Regions from separate parts of the Mus musculus genome. Here region 1 is linked to region 2. Evidence: chromatin contacts called from public promoter capture Hi-C data. All regions are on one chromosome and are shown on one strand. The core of a region is the stretch at or near the end of the contact, and the rest is flanking DNA. Distances in the headings are between cores, read along the strand shown. Region 1 holds the start of Inafm1 (InaF motif containing 1). Region 2 holds the start of Selenow (selenoprotein W).

What was found. Capture Hi-C pulls out chosen DNA fragments and counts their contacts.
Region 1: a contact with region 2 is called in a promoter capture Hi-C map of liver. The contact joins the promoter of Inafm1 here to the promoter of Selenow in region 2. A contact is called at or near these places in 2 of 39 promoter capture datasets (the C10 cell line and pre-B cells), 3 of 484 Hi-C or Micro-C datasets (B cells, the Ba/F3 cell line and large pre-B cells), 6 of 115 datasets of contacts at active chromatin or transcription factors (effector CD8 T cells, embryonic stem cells, extraembryonic endoderm stem cells and 3 more) and 2 of 9 other capture datasets (adipose tissue and liver).

What each region holds. Positions count from the first base shown.
Region 1 is chr7:16,272,401-16,275,100 of GRCm38.p6, reverse strand. It overlaps Inafm1 (InaF motif containing 1), which reads left to right and starts at 1,409. Exons shown (of 1, transcript NM_001136270.1): 1 at 1,409-2,700. The coding sequence starts at 1,811. The coding sequence ends at 2,203. Ccdc9 (coiled-coil domain containing 9) reads left to right here. Exons shown (of 14, transcript NM_001382411.1): 14 at 685-1,059. The coding sequence ends at 788.
Region 2 is chr7:15,921,066-15,923,765 of GRCm38.p6, reverse strand. It overlaps Selenow (selenoprotein W), which reads left to right and starts at 1,395. Exons shown (of 6, transcript NM_009156.2): 1 at 1,395-1,514. The coding sequence starts at 1,486.

The DNA.
Region 1 (2,700 bases), core at 160-2,659, 350 kb before region 2:
AGGCCCCAGCCAATAGAAATTGTGAATAACTTTGAACGCTGGGCAAGGAAGAAGTTGGGCTCAGGGAAGGAGCTAAAAGTGGGATTTGAAATCTGAATATTCCCAGAGGTAAGAGGGTGACGCGATAGGATTTTGAGCTTGAAACTGGATTTTGGTTAGAGATCCTGTAAAAGTAAAACATGGTTAATTAAAGGTAGGAACGACTTTAACTAATGAATGAGCCGGCTCTTAAGACTTATCTGAAGGCAGGGTTAGCGGTTTTGGGTCAGACCATAGTGGGATTTTAGATCCCACGTAGTAGAAGCAAGAGACTGATCTTGGTCACTTTAACGTGATCAGCCAGGTTACTGCTTGTGTTCATCTTTTAGTTCCCCTGCAGTAGAATAAGATGTGGAGCAGAGGCCAGGAAAGGCTGTCAAAGGAATAGTGAGAGTGGAAGCCAAGGACATCTTCGGAAAGGGGCCAGGCCAAACAGGATAGTTTGGGGTCCTGGGAGGAGTGGATGAGCTCATTACACTAGCACTTCCCAGTAGTCAACAGGGTTAGATTGGAGGGGCTCCTGCTTCAGGGGCCTCCTGAGGGTCGAGTAAGCTGGAGGCCAAGTTGTAGGTGGGTTTGACTGAGGTGCGGGATAGGGTGGGTCGGGCAGGCTGGTCCTCCATTTACCGCTTTTTGTCTCCTTAGAGGTGGGCCCCGAGGGCCAGGAGACGGCGGAGATCACAGACTTCCAGAGGGTGCGTTTCTGCAAGGTGGTGGCGGCTGCTCCGCCGCCGGGGGCTGCCCGCTGACAGCGCCAGCAGACCAGGGTGCCTCGCTCTGTACTAACCTTCAGCTCCTCTGCTTCTGCTACACTCCGTCCAGGCCAGGGTTAAACTTAGTGGGGGAGGAAGCAGGTTAGCAACGAGCCCGGCCCGAGGGGAGTCTTCTAAATTCGCTGAGGACCCAGTGGTGCCAGTCCGACCGCACTCGTCTGGTCGAACCCTCGGAGTCAGTCCCTGTGAGGCCTGGGTGTGCAGGAACCTGCAGCTAGGGATTGAATTAAACGCGTGCTACCGCCAACCTTTGAACTGTGCTGCTAGCTGATCAGGCTAGGCTGCTGTGCTTGGCTGGCGGAAGAGGCGGGACGAGAGTGCTCCTCTCATCCTCACACCTCTCTCCTCCCACCCCGCAGGCCGTCTCGCAGTCCTGAAGATGCTGCTGGGAGGGGCGGCAGCGCAGGTTTGCCTGGCTCCCAGGCTGGCTGCTCTCCTCCCTGCAGTCCACCCTGGATCCCTCGCCTCTAGGGAACAGAAGTTTACGCTGGTGCGGAGTTGCTGGGGAAGGGGCCAGCAGGGGTGATGGAGGGAACTGGGTCTCGGAACTCTCGTAGTAGTCCAGGGATGTGAGACTGGGAGGGCCGGGGCCGGGGCTCGGTGGGCGGGGCTAGCGTTCAGAAGCTCCGTAGGCCTCCGGCTTCAACAGAGTAGGAACCTTAGCTCCGGCGGGCAGAGGGATGCTAGTGTGCAGAGCTGCAGTCGGTCGAAGAAGGAAGGGGTTCGATTAGCGCGGAGAGGGCTGAGGTAGAAAACAGGAATAGGCGGTTGGAAATGTGACAGCTAGGGCGGGAGAAGAGCGAGTGGGCGTGGCCTTGAGGGGGTAGAGCTAAGAAATCTTGATAGTGGTGGGTCAGAGGCGGTAGGGGCGTGTCTAGGATGTAGCTGAGCTGGGGGGGGGGTGCTGTCTGACAAGGCGTGGTCCTGGAAGGGGCGTGGCTTGCTTGAGGCGGTCCTGGGGTGGGGGCGGGGTCGGTGCAGGCTGAGTGGGCAGCGCGATGCGGGGCTCGAGCTGCGTGGGCAGTGGTGGCGAGAGCCCGGGTGGTACGGGGCTGAGCGAGGGTCCCCGTGGCCGATGGCTGCGGCTCGCCCCTGTCTGCGCCTACTTCCTGTGTGTGTCCTTGGCCGCTGTGCTGCTTGCTGTGTACTACGGGCTCATCTGGGTTCCCACGCGGCCGCCTGCGGGCCCCGCCGACCCCCTGCCCAGCGCTGCGGCCGCTCCGTGTGCTCGAGCAGCACCGCCCGCCCCGCCTCCGGCCGCACCCGCATCCTGTTTGCTTGGGGCCTCCGGCGGGCCACGACCGCAGCCAGGACTGCCACGGAGTCGCCGCCACAGTCGCCGCCCAGCTCCGGGAGCGACGCGGGAGACCGCGCGCCGAGCGCCTGGATAGTCTGGCCCGCCCCCACCGTGGCCTGCGTCTGTCTATCTGCACCACCGGGCCTCGCCTGCGCGGCGCCGCCTCTCTCCTTGCCGCGGTCCTGATCCTGCCCGACCTTATTCCACCTTGCTCCTTCCCGGGACTCAGCGCTCATCGGCAATAAACTCCAGCCTCAGCTGGCTTACCTGGTCTGTGGTCGTTGGCCTCGGCCGCTGGTCCCTTCTAGCTCCGTGGCCGCGCGGCCTTAAAGGCTTTCCTCTCTCATTGCTCACATGTAATTTTTGGGTTGGAATGGGGAGAAGCGGCTTGCCAGTTTTCGGGGCCATTGAAGGTCAGATACTGTAAAGGCCTTACCAGTTTTCGGGGTGTCATCTCGTATAGCTTCGGAGACAGTGGTGCGTGCTGGAAACTGCAGTTGGTATAGTTTGCAATGGCAGGGGTAGAGGATGTCACCCGTAAGCTAGCTTGTCCTGGTTTGGGTGGTGACATTTGCTGCTTTGGAAGTGTGG
Region 2 (2,700 bases), core at 146-2,645:
AATACAGTTTTCTTACTGCTTTTAGGCCTCTGAATCCTCAGTTGCCAACGCACTCCTATGAAGTCAAATGGGGAGTGAATGATTCAAATTTCATTTTTCTGTGGGTAGAATCACAGCCCATCATCTGTGTGCAGGGTAGGGTACTGATGGGGAACCAGAGGGCTAGGTGGGAAAATTTCCTTATTTGGTCCCTAGTTAACCATTGGCGGGGATAGCCGGTTGAAGTCAATTAAAGAAGTCAGGTGACAGATAAACATCTCTGCTGGTGAGCCATCCTTGGTGGTGGTGGTGGTGGTGGTGGGAAAGTAGAGAGAGGGGAGGGAGGGGGTGGGCATGCCATTGCCGTTTGTTCATAGGGTGTGGAGGATAAGAAACTAGAGAGCAAAAAAATTCTGTGGGAATGACTATCTCCTGTTATCTGTCCAGCTTTCAAGGAGGAGAAAGTGAGGCTCAGGAATCCTAAACTCAAATATTTTGTCCACTTTTACCTTTTTCTCCCCCTTGAGACGGTCTCTCATGTCTGTCCTGGAACGCTCTACGTAGGCTAGACTGGCTTCGAACCCACAGAGATTTCTTGACTGCTGGCATTAAAGGCAACGCCTGGATTTTTTGTTTCGAGACAACTGCTCATGTAGCCCAGACTAGCGTCAAACTCCCTGTGTAGCAAGGATAACCTTGAACTCAGTCCTTCAGTTTCTTCTTCCCAAATGCTGGGATTACAGGCTTGTACCACAGCCCCCAGATAACAGTGTGCTAGGGACCCAAACTAGGGCTTTATACATGGTAGGCAAGTTCTCTACCAACTGCGCTACAGTCCAAGCCCCATTCCAGGACTTTCTATATATCCTTCTGCTGGAAGGCAGCTGGAAGGGAGCGGGAAGGCGCAAAAAGAGGGGTTGCATGGTTTTGGGGGTGCGCAGGGGGTCTGTCGGTGGTGAGACAGCTGGACCTAAAGCGCACACTGGGACTCCTAGTTTCAGTTTTCCAGACCTAAGGTTCATTTAGTCTGGTCCAGTTAGCGCTGGGGAGGAGGGATCCATCCCAATTGCCTGTCTCCCAATGCGTCGATTTCCCTGCCCTGCCCCTCTCAGCCACTCTGTAACTGAACTTCAGTCTCAACCAATTCTCTGCCTCGAGCCACCGCCCTGAGGACTGAACCATTATGGCATAGAGAAGGGACGGCGAGGGGCTCTCAGGTTACTGGTCCCAGAGACGCTGTCTATGGAGACAACCCCAGATATCAAGAGAACCCCAGATATCAAGATATCATGGAGTCTTGCGTTGAGGTTCGCGCCCCTGGCCACAGACCCCGCCGTGCTCCGGAACCTCGGTCCTCCCGTAGCTCTGCCCACTCTCCACCCCCGCACTTGGTTTGCTCTGACTCGTGAGGCAGTCGGCTGTGCGCACGGCCCCACGCTCAGAGCTTGAGGTCCTTGTTGCTTGTGGGTCGGGTCCTCGTGTTGTGCGGGGATGCGACGTGCAGCTATGGCGCTCGCCGTTCGAGTCGTGTATTGGTAAGTCCGGGTGACTGCAGTTCCCCCTTTTCCTGCTCCCGGCTCGTTGTGCCCTTTCTCTGCTCCCCAACCTTTGTGCCAGGAGACCCTCTCCCACCCTTTTCTTTGCCCCTCCCCCTATCTACCAGGGTCTGGTAACCGAGTACGATGACTGTATTTCAGACCCAAAGGGAGGGATTTCCAAGCGGGTGGGATGGAGGTAACAGAGACTTGAGCCCGATCCCTGGCATCTGACATCTGAGTGACATCTCACCAGTGAAAATGGAAACTGATACTTGGGGCCACTTTGAACACGTGACTCAGCGCTGAGGGGAGGGGAAGGGTAGCATCGGGTTTCTCTGGGGACCTTTCCTTCCCGACAGGCTGTTTCCCTTCCCCCTCACTGAGCGGCATGAGTTAGAGAATACAAGGTGTGGTGTAGTTGGGGGTTTACTCATAAGCGCTGTTGGGAGGTCTGGGGATGTCCCGTACCTGGATTGTAGTGTGAGTTAACAGTGGTCGCACCTCCCAGTGTGTACATGAAAAGGGCGAACTGAGTCACGGAGTGGTGGTGTTGATGCACACTTTTAATCCCAGCATTCGGAAGTAGAGGCAGGTAGATAGTTCCAGGCCAGCTAAGCTGCTTGTTAGAGGCAACCGGGGTGATGTAGTAAGACCCTGTGCCCCGAAAAGAAAAAGTAATATAGGATAGATTGTAGGGTGAGGGTGTAGCTCAGTGGTAGAGTGTTTGCATGAGATGCACCAGATCCTGGGTTCGGTTCCCAGCAATACAAATAACAAAACAAAAAACTCTTACTGGTTTCTGATCAGTGAGTGCCGGTGCTGTTAACCCCAGTTCTTTTCTGGCCTCAGTTTCCCCTTCTGTAGTGTGAAGGAGGTGATGATGTTGGTTAGTTACCTGCCAGCGCTATTAATTGTGCCCCTGCTAGAGGCAGGCGTAGAAAGACCAGCCATTTTCTCTTGATGACTTTTTCCTCCATCTGCATCTGATAATCAGCTGGCTTGCAGTAAGTGATTGAAAAGTGCTTGCTGAATGGATTCTGCACCCCTGAAGTCCATTGAGGGGCTCTCCAGCCATTCTGTCTCCATCTTACAGGGGAGGAAACTGAGGCTGGAAATGAGGCAGGGCCAGCCTGAGGTCCTACTACCGATAACCCTGTAACTTGAATCTGGGGTCCGTGGTCCA